Linked DNA regions of Zea mays: region 2 is linked to region 1. Evidence: chromatin contacts called from public Hi-C data. All regions are on one chromosome and are shown on one strand. The core of a region is the stretch at or near the end of the contact, and the rest is flanking DNA. Distances in the headings are between cores, read along the strand shown.

Region 1 (6,132 bases), core at 931-3,430:
ATCTAGCCCTAGCGATGTTAGTATGGAGGCAACAAGAAGAGCGCGCCTAGTCATCAAGTCAGTGCAATATCCGGGGAAGAATATATTAGCCCTCCAATGTACTTATAACTCTAGGAAACATGTATTTAAGGCAGGCACGATGGGCCCACTTGTCGGGGGCCGCCATCCTTGTATGTGTCCCTTTTCGCTATAAAAGGGAGGACATGTGATGCAAAAAGGACAGGCTGAGACATATGTTGAGGCTCTGAACTCTCAAAGCAATACAACTCATAGTGGATATGTAGATTATTACGCTCCGGCGGTCTGAACCACTCTAATCCTTGTGTTCTTGAGTTTCTTCGATTAGATAGGCAGGTACTTGAACTCCTCCCTCAGCTCAGAATCAGGGCGGGTGCACTCCGTCACCCCGTCAGAGGATTTCTCCTTCGACAGGGCCTTAGCTAGGTAATACTTCGGATGGAGGTATGGAACCATACTAGAGATGACAACGGAGAATTTCCCATGAGAGAATAACTCCTCATCCCTGTTCCCGCGACGAAAATATTTCCCTGCAGGGATCCACATGAATGCTTACGGGGGACATTTCTTCCTCATACCCGTTTACCGTGTGATAAATCCTCCACGGGGATCCCCGTTCCCGTTTAAATTATAATTAGGGTGTATGTCCTTTTGTTATTAATGCAAAACGATGTCACTTATACACATTGTTTGATGTAAAAAAATATTGTGTACATCAAAATGAATATAATTGGACAATTTCTTGACAAGTTATTTATTTATTATATCATTAATTATTACAGAAAACATTGTCACGTGCAATTTTAATGGGTCTCCACGGAAAATGAGGATAAGAATGCTTCCTCATCCCCTTTCCCCATTCCAGTTTATCTGTTGAGGGAGTACTTTTCACCGTTTACATCCTATGAGAAAGAAACTTCAGCATCCCTATTTTCTAATAGACAAATTTCTTGTAATGAGTAGAGGATCGAGCCATTGACATCTCTAAGCCAAACTTAAAAGGTTCTTGACTTCTTTCTAGTTTCCAGAACATGCGGATCTCCTCATAAGATGACTTAGGGGGTGTTTGGTTTGTAGGGACTAATGTTTAGTCCCATTATTTTATTCCATTTTAGACTATAAATTGTCAAATTTAGAAACTAGAATAGAGTTTTAGTTTCTATATTTAGCAATTTTGCAACTAAAATGAAATAAAATGTATAGACTAAAAATTAGTCCCTAGAAACCAAACACCCCCTTACTTCTCGCCAACATGGCCCGGGGACCCCACTCGACGACCACAGCCACGCCCACGCAGCAATCGAGTCGTGTCAACACGCGCTCCAGTAGCCCCACGCCCATTTAGTTTATCTCCAACCATTCCCCCTCTCAAATCCTCTTATTAGTACTTTCTAATTATATTTAAATAACTCCCTCTCAACCATTCTTCTCCTATTTTATACCTCAGTTTTTAGAGTTTTAAAAAAGTACTACTATATTTACAGTACCTTAATACACATTGCTATCTATCAATTAAACTCAAAAAACTAATTTTACACTAAATACAAATCAATTAGTAGATTTACCTCTCACCCCGCTAGAGGGCCAAGCGGGCGCCGTTGGGGCCGGCCGGGGAGCTCTAGCCCCTGTTTGTTTCGACTTTTCACAGCTTCTGGCCACCAAAAGCTACTGTGGATTGCCAAACACTCAGATTTTTAGCCAGCTTTTATAAAATTCGTTTGGGTAAAAACCATTGAAAATCAACATAAACATATAATCGGTTGAGTCGTCGCAATAGTAGTAATTCGTCACTTTATAGATCATGAGCCTCATGGACAACTTTATCTTCCTCTGCACGTAATCTTAATGATACTCAGATTCTCTACACAGCCAGATTGTCTCGATAGCTAGATTCTCAGAAAAGCTGGTCAGAAAATAGCTGAACCAAACAACTTGTACTCCACCCTATAGCCGACACGGAGAGGGACTCGTTGGAGTCCGCCTCACAGGAAGGCCCCGGAAGCATCTGGAAGCTGCGGCGGACACCGCCCGATCCGCATCTGACGGGCCGCGAGCCACTCGCCCCCGCCTCTTGCAGCTTCCAGCGCATTCACTCCCGACCACCAGTCCCGATGCTATAACTACCCTCGTTGTTCTATCTCCTCCTCACAAACCTCTCCTGGCACGAGATCACGCTTCTCGTTGGATCGAACAGCTAGGGTTTCCAAGATGTTCGGGCGCGCGCCGAAGAAGAGCGACAACACACGGTACTACGAGATCCTCGGGGTCTCCAAGGACGCGTCCCAGGATGACCTCAAGAAAGCCTACCGCAAGGCCGCCATCAAGAACCACCCCGACAAGGGCGGCGATCCCGAGAAGGTGAGCGCGCGTGCTGGTCTCCTCCTCTAGCTCCGATCTGTCCGCGGCGGGGAGTAGTAGGCGGGTTGTCATGTTTCCGGCGACGTCGAAACGGTTCGCTAGGCCGATTTCTTTTGGTGCCGGTCGTTGTGGGAGAGGGGCGGTTGATTGAATCTGAGAGGTGTGGAATTAGATGGTTCTAATCAATGGTTGGCGATGGTGGAGGGATTCGTACGGGGAAGTAGCCAAGTAGGTACATGTTGCATGGAAACTGTTACGAATTATGGCTGCTACCGAGACACATCTAGAGCTGTTCATGCCCCTGGAATTACTCGCTCTATGCGGTTTTGATCTGTATATTAATTAACAACTATTTACTCAAAAGATTGTTGACGCTCTATACGGTTTTGATCGTATGTTAATTAACAATTAATTACTCAAAAGATTGTTGATCAAGCAAAGTCTTGTTTAGTCCGCTAGTATAGTGGCTATATATATAGTACCGTTTTAGTCTGGTTAGACCTGTTTGTTGTTTTGTAATAGATGGTTGGTTTGCTAGTGATAGTATAATGGTCAGAGTTGTAGCTTTTGATGAAAAAAATGTGAAATTGTTTGCCAAACTTACTTGAGGAACTGAGGGACTTTGCTTACTTCAATTTCCATGACCTGAATACTGTAGTGTGCTCTATCCACTGATTCTGAAAATTGATGCACTGTTTTGAATCCCTGAATTGTTGGATGAATGCTTTGACCCTAAAGATGCTCCACTTATTTGAATTGTGGACCATAGACGAATGCCCTGATTCTGAAAAATGTCAACGTGCACATTCTTACACAGTATGGTCACTCGTCAACCTTGTAGTTCTATTTGATTCTTTGAATGGTTTATACCAGATGTTATCATTCAACTAGTGTTGTTAGAACCAGTGGTGATGTATATATAGGTCATTTTACCCAATCTGCATGAATACGGTGATGATTGATTGTAAGTCTGTAATCTGTATAAATGGTCGAATGGAGCTGTTGATTTCTGATTGAGATGAAAACTAAGAGTTCATGCTTTTGTTTCAGTTCAAGGAGCTAGCTCAGGCTTATGAGGTCCTCAGTGATCCTGAAAAGCGGGAGATTTATGATCAATATGGTGAGGATGCCCTCAAGGAGGGAATGGGAGGTGGTGGAGGGATGCACGATCCCTTTGACATATTCCAGTCATTCTTTGGTGGTGGAAGCCCTTTTGGAGGTATGTTACATAACAAAAAGCTGATGCAATGACATTGACATTGAGAAGCACATATGTAGTTCTCATGCTGTATGTACTTGTCCGAAGGTGGTGGCAGCAGTAGGGGCAGAAGGCAGCGAAGGGGAGAGGATGTGGTTCATCCTCTAAAGGTTTCTCTGGAGGATTTGTACAATGGCACATCAAAGAAGCTCTCTCTGTCCCGCAGTGTCCTCTGCTCCAAGTGCAATGGGTGGGTCATCTGTATCCATAGGGATGCCGTATGTTTTATAGATCAGATTTTCAGTATCTCATCATGGTGTGCTGTAATCCTGCAGTAAGGGTTCAAAGTCTGGAGCTTCATCGAGGTGTGCTGGTTGCCAAGGTTCTGGCTTTAAGGTCCAAATCCGGCAGTTGGGGCCTGGAATGATCCAGCAAATGCAGCATCCTTGCAACGAGTGCAAGGGTTCTGGAGAGACAATCAGCGACAAGGATAGATGCCCACAGTGCAAGGGTGATAAAGTTGTGCAGGAGAAGAAGGTTCTTGAAGTGTTTGTGGAGAAAGGCATGCAGAATGGGCAGAAGATCACATTCCCTGGTGAAGCTGATGAAGCGGTATGAACTGATTCTGTCCTTGCCAATCGTCAATTTGGTTCCTTGTTATTGCTATATGTGCCAAATAGACCTTGGGTCCTAACCTAGCTATCTGGTGATTGTGTGCAGCCTGACACTGTCACTGGAGATATCATTTTTGTTCTCCAGCAGAAGGAGCATCCCAAGTTCAAGAGAAAGGGCGATGACCTCTTCTACGAGCACACCCTGACCTTGACTGAATCTCTGTGTGGCTTCCAGTTTGTTGTGACTCACTTGGATAACAGGCAGCTGCTGATCAAATCAAATCCGGGCGAAGTTGTGAAGCCTGGTGGGTGGATCTGAACATGAATGACTCTGCCTTGGTGCATCTGGCCAATGCTCACTGTTTAATTACGAACTTGCGCAGATTCTTTCAAGGCGATCAACGACGAAGGCATGCCCATGTACCAGAGGCCGTTCATGAAGGGCAAGCTGTACATCCACTTCTCGGTGGAGTTCCCGGACTCGCTGAGCCCGGAGCAGTGCAAGGCCCTGGAGGCTGTGCTCCCGCCCAAGCCGGTGTCGCAGTACACCGACATGGAGCTGGACGAGTGCGAGGAGACGATGCCCTATGACGTGAACATCGAAGCGGAGATGCGGAGGCGGCAGCAGCAGCACCAGGAGGCCTACGACGAGGATGAGGACATGCCGGGCGGCGCGCAGAGGGTGCAGTGCGCCCAGCAGTAGGCAGCAGTTTGGTAGCGGTGATAAAATATTTGACGGCGGCGGAAAAATTTGTGCGACTACTGTTAGGTCCAACCGTCCAATTTTACACGCGCGTATTAATGTTATGATCATACTTGTCTTTGTTTATTATGTATGTTTTGCGTTACGGGATCTGTGCGGATTAGTTCTAGGCGATGTTTAGATTCAATTTGGTGTTGCTACTAGCAGCGATCTCCAACCCATATGACAGTTGGAACGTGACTGTGCCTGCTATTTCCTCGATCCTGATCTGTCCGTACAAAGCCCGGAATCCGTCGAACCTTAAACCTCCTTTGGAATGGATAATAAATAAATAAATTGTATAGGATTCAATTCCTTTCCTAGCAGAGCCTTTTGACATCCTCCATAGCAATTTGGGAGGAAAATAAGCATGTTTTTCTGTGCATAATCCAAACATATGTTTTGTGAATTTTCTGTTTCTGGGGAATTCCAATGGCAAGGGCATTCTAATCATGTGTTTTCTTTATTTAAGAATCATGTGTTTGAAAAGAGCCTTAAGTTAAAAGTTGAAGACTTGGGAGCCATGAGCATGTCAGCCTCAAGTTTGTAATCCCTGAGCGACCAGATGATTTCACGGTTGGTTTATGGTGTCAATTGTGTGGTGGTACTTGCCGCCTTGCCGGGGGCCGTGATGTCAATTGTGTTCTCTCGCGGTTGCTAAATGCTGCTACGTCAGTACGTACGCTGCCCACAAACGCCACCGCTCTCCCTATCTCTCTGCCTTCATTTCCTTCTACCGTGATCTGTCGTACAGAGCCAAGAATTCGTCGGACATGAAGTCCAGAGTTGGACCTAGGGGTCATGGACGCATTCATGATCGAGCATGATTCTCAATTTCGTATACAAGATTCGTCCTGTTCGTCTCGCATTTAGTATATTCTCCTCTAACATCATTAATATATGGTTCCGTACGTGCGGTGTCTCTTCCAGTCTTCCTCCCCACGGCGACGGCGCCGTCGCCGACGCCGACGCGCGCATGGTGCATGCTTGCCTTCAGCTCGGTTGGTCGTAGTGTAGCGAGTAGCGAGCTGTCGCAGGGCCGTGAGGGCCTGCAGGGAGAACGATGCAGGTAAGGCCTTTTCGTTTGTGTCGGATTGGTGGGTCGTAACGATTTCTAACCGGATTGTTTCTCTAATTTATATAAATTTTGATTAGCTGGAACGATTCCGGATGCAATCCAACACAAACGAACAAGGTCTAAG
Region 2 (6,132 bases), core at 1,935-4,434, 300 kb after region 1:
TCAAAATCCCTATTCATCGTTAGTTTATACAACTATTCATTGTTCGTTCATACGAACTATTCATCGTCCATCGTTCGTTCATACAAACTCTTCATCATTCATCGATAATTCATAATCACTATTCATCGTTCATCGTTCGTTCATACGAACTATTCGTCGTTCACCGTTCGTTCATACGAACTATTCATCATTCATCGATCATTCATAATCCCTATTCATTGTTCATTGTTCGTTCATACGAACTATTCATCGTCCATCGTTCGTTCATAATCACAATTCATCAATCGACCGATCACCTAATTATACATCTACCTTTCCATCATGATGTTCAGCTTACCTAAAACATGTCAGACCAATATCTCAGTCATACGAACTCCCCTACAAGATCAACGGATAGATCGTAACAGACAGTTATAATGGTTATATCAACGGCTATAATCGCTTTAAATGTGTCATCAGATATCAGATAAAGTTTGACGCGAACGGTCCAGTCATGCCTCCGGATGGTTCGCGTGGATGCTATAATTCATTTTACTGAACCCGACACCTTCGGGTTGGTGTGATCTTCAACGGGCGGGCTACCCCTTTTCTTATCGGACGATCCGTAGTTCATGTGGTATTTTGACATAGTTCTTATCGGATCTGTTCTTAGGTACTTCGAACGGTCTAGGGCAGAGGACTGGACGGTCCACGATACACCAAGTTGAGGGATGATCTTCCTTAACGTATTTTCTGAGTATCTAAACTCATAACTTAGCAAACTAGTCAGCTCAATTGATTGTGATGGTCGTCAATTACCACAACAAGTGTGGAAAATTGGTTGTGATGGTCGTCAATTACCACAACAAGTGTGGAAATGGTTTTTATGTCAATTTCCCCTTCAAAGAACTCGGCTTGGGTTAGGATGTGGTTGGAGGTCAAGCTCTAATCTATACTACTTACTATATTAAGAACCTGATGTGGACAATTGGTGCTACCACACTTCATCCTCCCCACGCCCAGCATCCGGAAAAAACAATACAGAACGAGCACTCGAAACCACACCACTCTGCTTTAGAAATTTGAGGCTAACCATCAGACTACACATGTCTTAGCGTTTAGAAATAAACAAAAATTATATATGTAACCTAGGCACCATTCCCCACACTCCCTCGCCTCGTGGTAACGCACAGGCACATACCTAGTGACCATATAAAGGCAACGACTGTGCAAGTAAACCATCTGGTCCATTAGATTGTGATCCAACGTAGGTCACATTTAACACTTAAACCCTTCCACTACCAGCTCAATAATCTTTATAACAAACCATGATTGTATATGTGGTTGGATCGTAATCTAATGGACCAGATGGTTTGCTTATACGTTTGCAAAGAATGACTGCTTGCATAGTTGCATAGCAGTCGTTGCCCCCATATAAAATAGGGAGACGTTAAAAAAACTTTTCTACAAGCGGCTGTGTAGCATACTTTCGTGTCCATCTAGCGATGATCATGTGGTTTGTCGATTTTAGGTTAATTATCTATTTAGATCATGTTAGAGCAGAAAGAAACAAACAACTATCGATCATTGATAGATAGAGCCTAAATCTTAAATCAGGCTACAAAGCCGCATCCCTACCACTAGCCGTAGAGAACTTTTTTTCCTGTGAAATAATGAAATTAGGAAAGCCTAGAGCCTCCGCACAGGTCGTTGTACGTGTTATTTGAAAACCGTCCTAACGTGGCGTTACAAATGTTGATCTTATCCCGTTTGTTTAGAGCAATAACCTAAATACAACAGGCTAGAAAAACTTACCGAGGGGGAAAAAATATATATATAACAACCTAATCTGCCGAACCAAGCAACCGAGGATAAATACACCAGAAAGAGATATCTCAACACCCTCGTGTCATGGCTGTACTGAACCGTTTTGCGTTCACTGTATCAAGTGGTCATCATCAATAGACGATGTGTGGACGAGGACAGATGTGCGGAAAGCACAGAGCTGAAATTAGCATAAACTAGACCGGCCTTGCTTTCGAACTTGATGCAGGATTCAGCACTAGTCATCAATCAGCGACAAGCCGTGTTAGGTACGGCGGCGCCACCATCGACCGATCCGTCGGCTTTAGGGCTATCTTTAGTCCAGCTTTTATAGGTTCAGAATTCAGAAATAAACTAGCTCCATTTTATAGTGGTAGTTCGTGATAAAAAAAAGAAGAGAACCTGGCCTAATCCAGTAATAACGTGCACAACCGTCGTCAACGCGGAGACCTGTCTGATGTCCGCGACGAATCATTGATCCACCCCGGAGAGGGGAGAAGCAACGAACGACAACCGGAGCGGCGGGCGACCACACGAGATGACTAAACACAGCAGTTTCCGCGCCGTTTCCGTCGCCGAACTGCTAAACTTGGGCCAATCATAGTATTTTTGCAGTTTTGAAACAATACTATATTATTTGATGTGATGATACTATAGTATTTGAGCTCAAAAGGTGTTTGGTTTGTATAGTCAAAACTCAGTTTTAAATACCATGGTTTACCCAAAACTGTGGTATTTTTGGAGTTTTCGAAACTCTACTCATGACCTCGGTTTTTTTCTCTTCTCTCTACATATACTTTGTTTTTTCAATAAAACCAAACAGATCTCGGTTTTGAACAATACTTTAGTTTTACTATGGTAAAGCAATACCGTAGTATTTTTGTCATGTACCATTGTAAACTATGGTATCTCAAAACAAAACTACAGTATTTCAAAATTGCATTTTCAAATTTGTTTACGAACATGTACGAACTACCTAACACTCGTCAGGTACTCGGAGTAGGAGTACGACTCGTGTCGTATTCCATTCCACCTGCAAATGGCCGGAAAAAACGATACGTGGCCAGATACTGTTTGCTGCCGCCGGCGACGTGAAATTCGCACCGGATTCTTTACCCCGCACGACTTTCCGCTGTTAGAGCTAGTTTGTAAGCTTTCTAAGGAATTTTTATTTTCTCAAGAAAAAATAAATTAATTTTTCTTAAAAAAATGAAAATCCCATAAAAAATTAGAATTCTCAAAATAGTCGTGGCCGTCCACACTGCACACACTACCAGCTCCGACTCCGTGCAGGTGCAGCCGCCCCTTTCCCCGGAATCGTCTATTCGATGTGCTCGTCTGACCTCCCTCCTCTCCTGCTGGCGCCCTCGCTTTGCTTCCAATGGGACGGAAAGGAAGGAAACGGTTTGTGTTTGGCGTAAACGGCGACGTGGAAAGCTCACCCGTATACTACAGTAGCAGAATAACGCAATGCGATGGAATCCATCTACTCTCACCAATGCCCAATCACATCTCGACTTGATGCTGCCACCTTTTCCTAATCCAGCTGCTCCAGCCTAGCTCACGTCGCTTCCAACAGACGCCACCAGCCACCGCGCCATCGTCTCAGTGTCACAGCAGGAAGCCGCGCTCCCGCCAGCCGTTAGCTGCTCCCAACAGCGGCGGGATCAGGGCTTGCGATTTGGCAGACGCGAGTCCCCCCACCCCCCCGGCCGCTTACTTCATGCCTCCATGGATCCGGTCGCGGACCCGTCGCCGTCGCGGCGGTCCCTGAAGCGGAGGCCGCCGGCGCGGTCGCCGGAGCTGTCGCCCAAGTCGGGTCCGGGGGCAGGAGAGGCGGCGGCGGAGGGGCTGATCCGGCGGGTAGAGGAGCTGGAGGCGGCGGCGGCGCGGCTGCGCGGGGAGAAGGAGGCGGCGGAGGACGCGGCGCGGGGCCTGCGGCAGGAGCTCGACGCCGAGCGGGCCTCCGCGGAGACGGCGGCCAGCGAGGCCATGCTCATGATCGAGCGCCTGCAGCGGGAGAAGGCCGCCGCGCAGATGGAGGCCCGCCAGTTCAAGCGCTACGCCGAGAGCCGCGAGGACAGGGAGCGCGAGGTCCAGGAGGAGCTCGCCTCGCTCTCCGACCTCGCCGCCTCCTACCACTCCCGCCTCCAGTCCCACGGCATCGACCCGGACTCCTTCACCGACGACGACGATGACGAGTCGTACTCGTACGAGGAGGTGGGCGCCGAAGACGTGGAGCAGATCGGCATGGCCGCGCTGCAGGTGGAGCGGAACGTTCGCGACTCGGGCAGTGGCATGGAGGTGAAAGCCATGGTCGTTGGCAATGACCGCGGGGAGGACGAGGAGGATGCCGACGCCGACGCCGACGACGCGGAGGAGCCGTCGTCCCCCGTGGAGAAGGAATTCGAGTATACGGTGGATGTTACCTGCGCGAGTACAACGAAGCCAGCTACGTCTGTGGTTGCACAGTACGTGGGGGACGGCAACTCGGGGGGGCTGTATGCAAGGGTCGAGGCGCTGGAGGCGGACAGGGCGGCCCTGCGGAGGGAGATCTTCGCTCTGCGGGCGGAGAGGGCACAGCTGGTGATGGCCAGGGAGATGGCGCGGCGGCTCTGCTGGGAGATGGTTGCTGAGCAGAGAGCCATTGTGAAGAAAGCGCTAGTGCCTGCGAGCAGTTTCTCAGTGATCAGGATATGCAAGGTACACATCTTGCTAACCCCATTGGTCATTGTCATCGAACTCTTTTCTGTTTAAATATCATCGATTTTGTTAGTTAAAGGTCCTATTTGGGCACATTTGGAGTATTCAGTCACATTGCAGGGATTCACCTGATAGAAAGGTTTTCCTGCTGTCTTTGGTAAAAATGAAATGTTGGCAAGTCTTTTCTGGACAAGAGAAGTAATTAGATCCTTACATTGCAGTGTCCTGAAATAGCCGCATAATTCGGTGATCTCTTGCTGTGGCTTGGAGGAAATAGTTTTTTAGGATCAGGTGAACTCAAGTGTTATACAGTATAGTGGCAAGATTACACAAAATTAGAGCTTTAGTTTTTGTTTCTCAGCTTCAGTGATGGGGGAGTGGACTACATGTTCCACCTTTTGATATCATTGCAGTGCTTTTGTCATTTTTGGTTAAATTTGTAGGCTGAACTTGCATAGTGAAGTACTTCGGTAAAACTCAAAGTGCTTCAGAAATCAAAATATTGAGAGGAAAACTGATATTTAAGTTTTACGTGATTTTGGTTCTTGGAAAAGTATGTAAGTACTTATCATGGCAGAAATATGTTGCTCTTTTGAGTTCCTTGGTATATGCACACTGGCAAGTGTGTGAGATTAGCATCTTTTCAATAGTTGCATTTTGATCACCATCCTCAGTTGTACTTTTTTAGGTCAGATCTGTTAAAGCATCAACATTAAATTTACAAACTTTTTCTTTAGTTGTTTCGGCGCATAAGGAACTCATCATATTATTGTACCCCCTGTCTGTGTTGTGCAATTATGTTAAGATCCATCGCTGCAGTTGATGTTTGAGTTATTAGACAATGTTACTCGTAAGATTTTTAATATTCTTGTAAGTATCCATATCTATTGGTGGTATCCGCATTTATATTTTTTTCAATTGAATTTAATACACGCCCACATTGATGTTTACAAAAAATGATGCTTGAGTTGTGTGTACGGCACGAGCAAATATTTATGTTGTTCTACCTCATATGCTTAATGTGTAATTCAGTAAATATCCATTAATACAGACCATAATGGAATTACTAGAAACTTATGTCCTCATGTTGTACTATATTTATATTGATGTTTTCAATGGTTATTACACTTTTTATAGAAACTTTGGGTAGAGGAGCTCATTTGCCACTGTTCCCTAATATGCAGAGTAAACTGTCGGGAGCCATTTGAGCTAATTTTTAGTCAACCATCTATTCCAGTTAGGTTTTTCTTCAACATGTCAAGGCATGTTGCTTGCATAGTATTGAGAACTGAAAATTGATACAATGACACCGCAAAATATAGTACAATATATTGTGTTTTGTGCTATCACTGTTTCAATTATGTCAACGCATGAAGTTGTATTTGATACTTCTTGTAGTATGAATTTCCACGCCCACAACATTGCTATGATTCATCCTTGAGAAAACTAAATACCTTTTCTGCAGTGGGTGCTCTCAATACTATTTTGGAGAAACAGAAGCTCTACAGCCAAGTAGGTTACGTTTGGTGGTTTTATCGTACATCTCCTATAATTGTCCGTTCTACTCTGAAGCGAAACTGAACTGGTGCTGCGGATATTTCGTAGGTACACCTTTGGTTTGTCGAC

The links. Hi-C and Micro-C count contacts between places; a contact is called where the count stands out from the background.
Region 2: a Hi-C map of leaf shows a contact between it and region 1, with 5 times the contacts expected there. The contact joins the promoter of LOC100275635 here to the promoter of LOC100382437 in region 1. A contact is called at or near these places in 2 of 25 Hi-C or Micro-C datasets (endosperm and leaf).

What each region holds. Positions count from the first base shown.
Region 1 is chr1:292,713,024-292,719,155 of Zm-B73-REFERENCE-NAM-5.0, forward strand. It overlaps LOC100382437 (putative dnaJ chaperone family protein), which reads left to right and starts at 2,181. Exons shown (of 6, transcript NM_001175179.1): 1 at 2,181-2,376; 2 at 3,427-3,595; 3 at 3,683-3,824; 4 at 3,910-4,186; 5 at 4,295-4,493; 6 at 4,572-5,252. The coding sequence starts at 2,227. The coding sequence ends at 4,891.
Region 2 is chr1:293,012,998-293,019,129 of Zm-B73-REFERENCE-NAM-5.0, forward strand. It overlaps LOC100275635, which reads left to right and starts at 3,185. Exons shown (of 3, transcript NM_001149682.2): 1 at 3,185-4,506; 2 at 5,972-6,018; 3 at 6,112-6,132. The coding sequence starts at 3,535.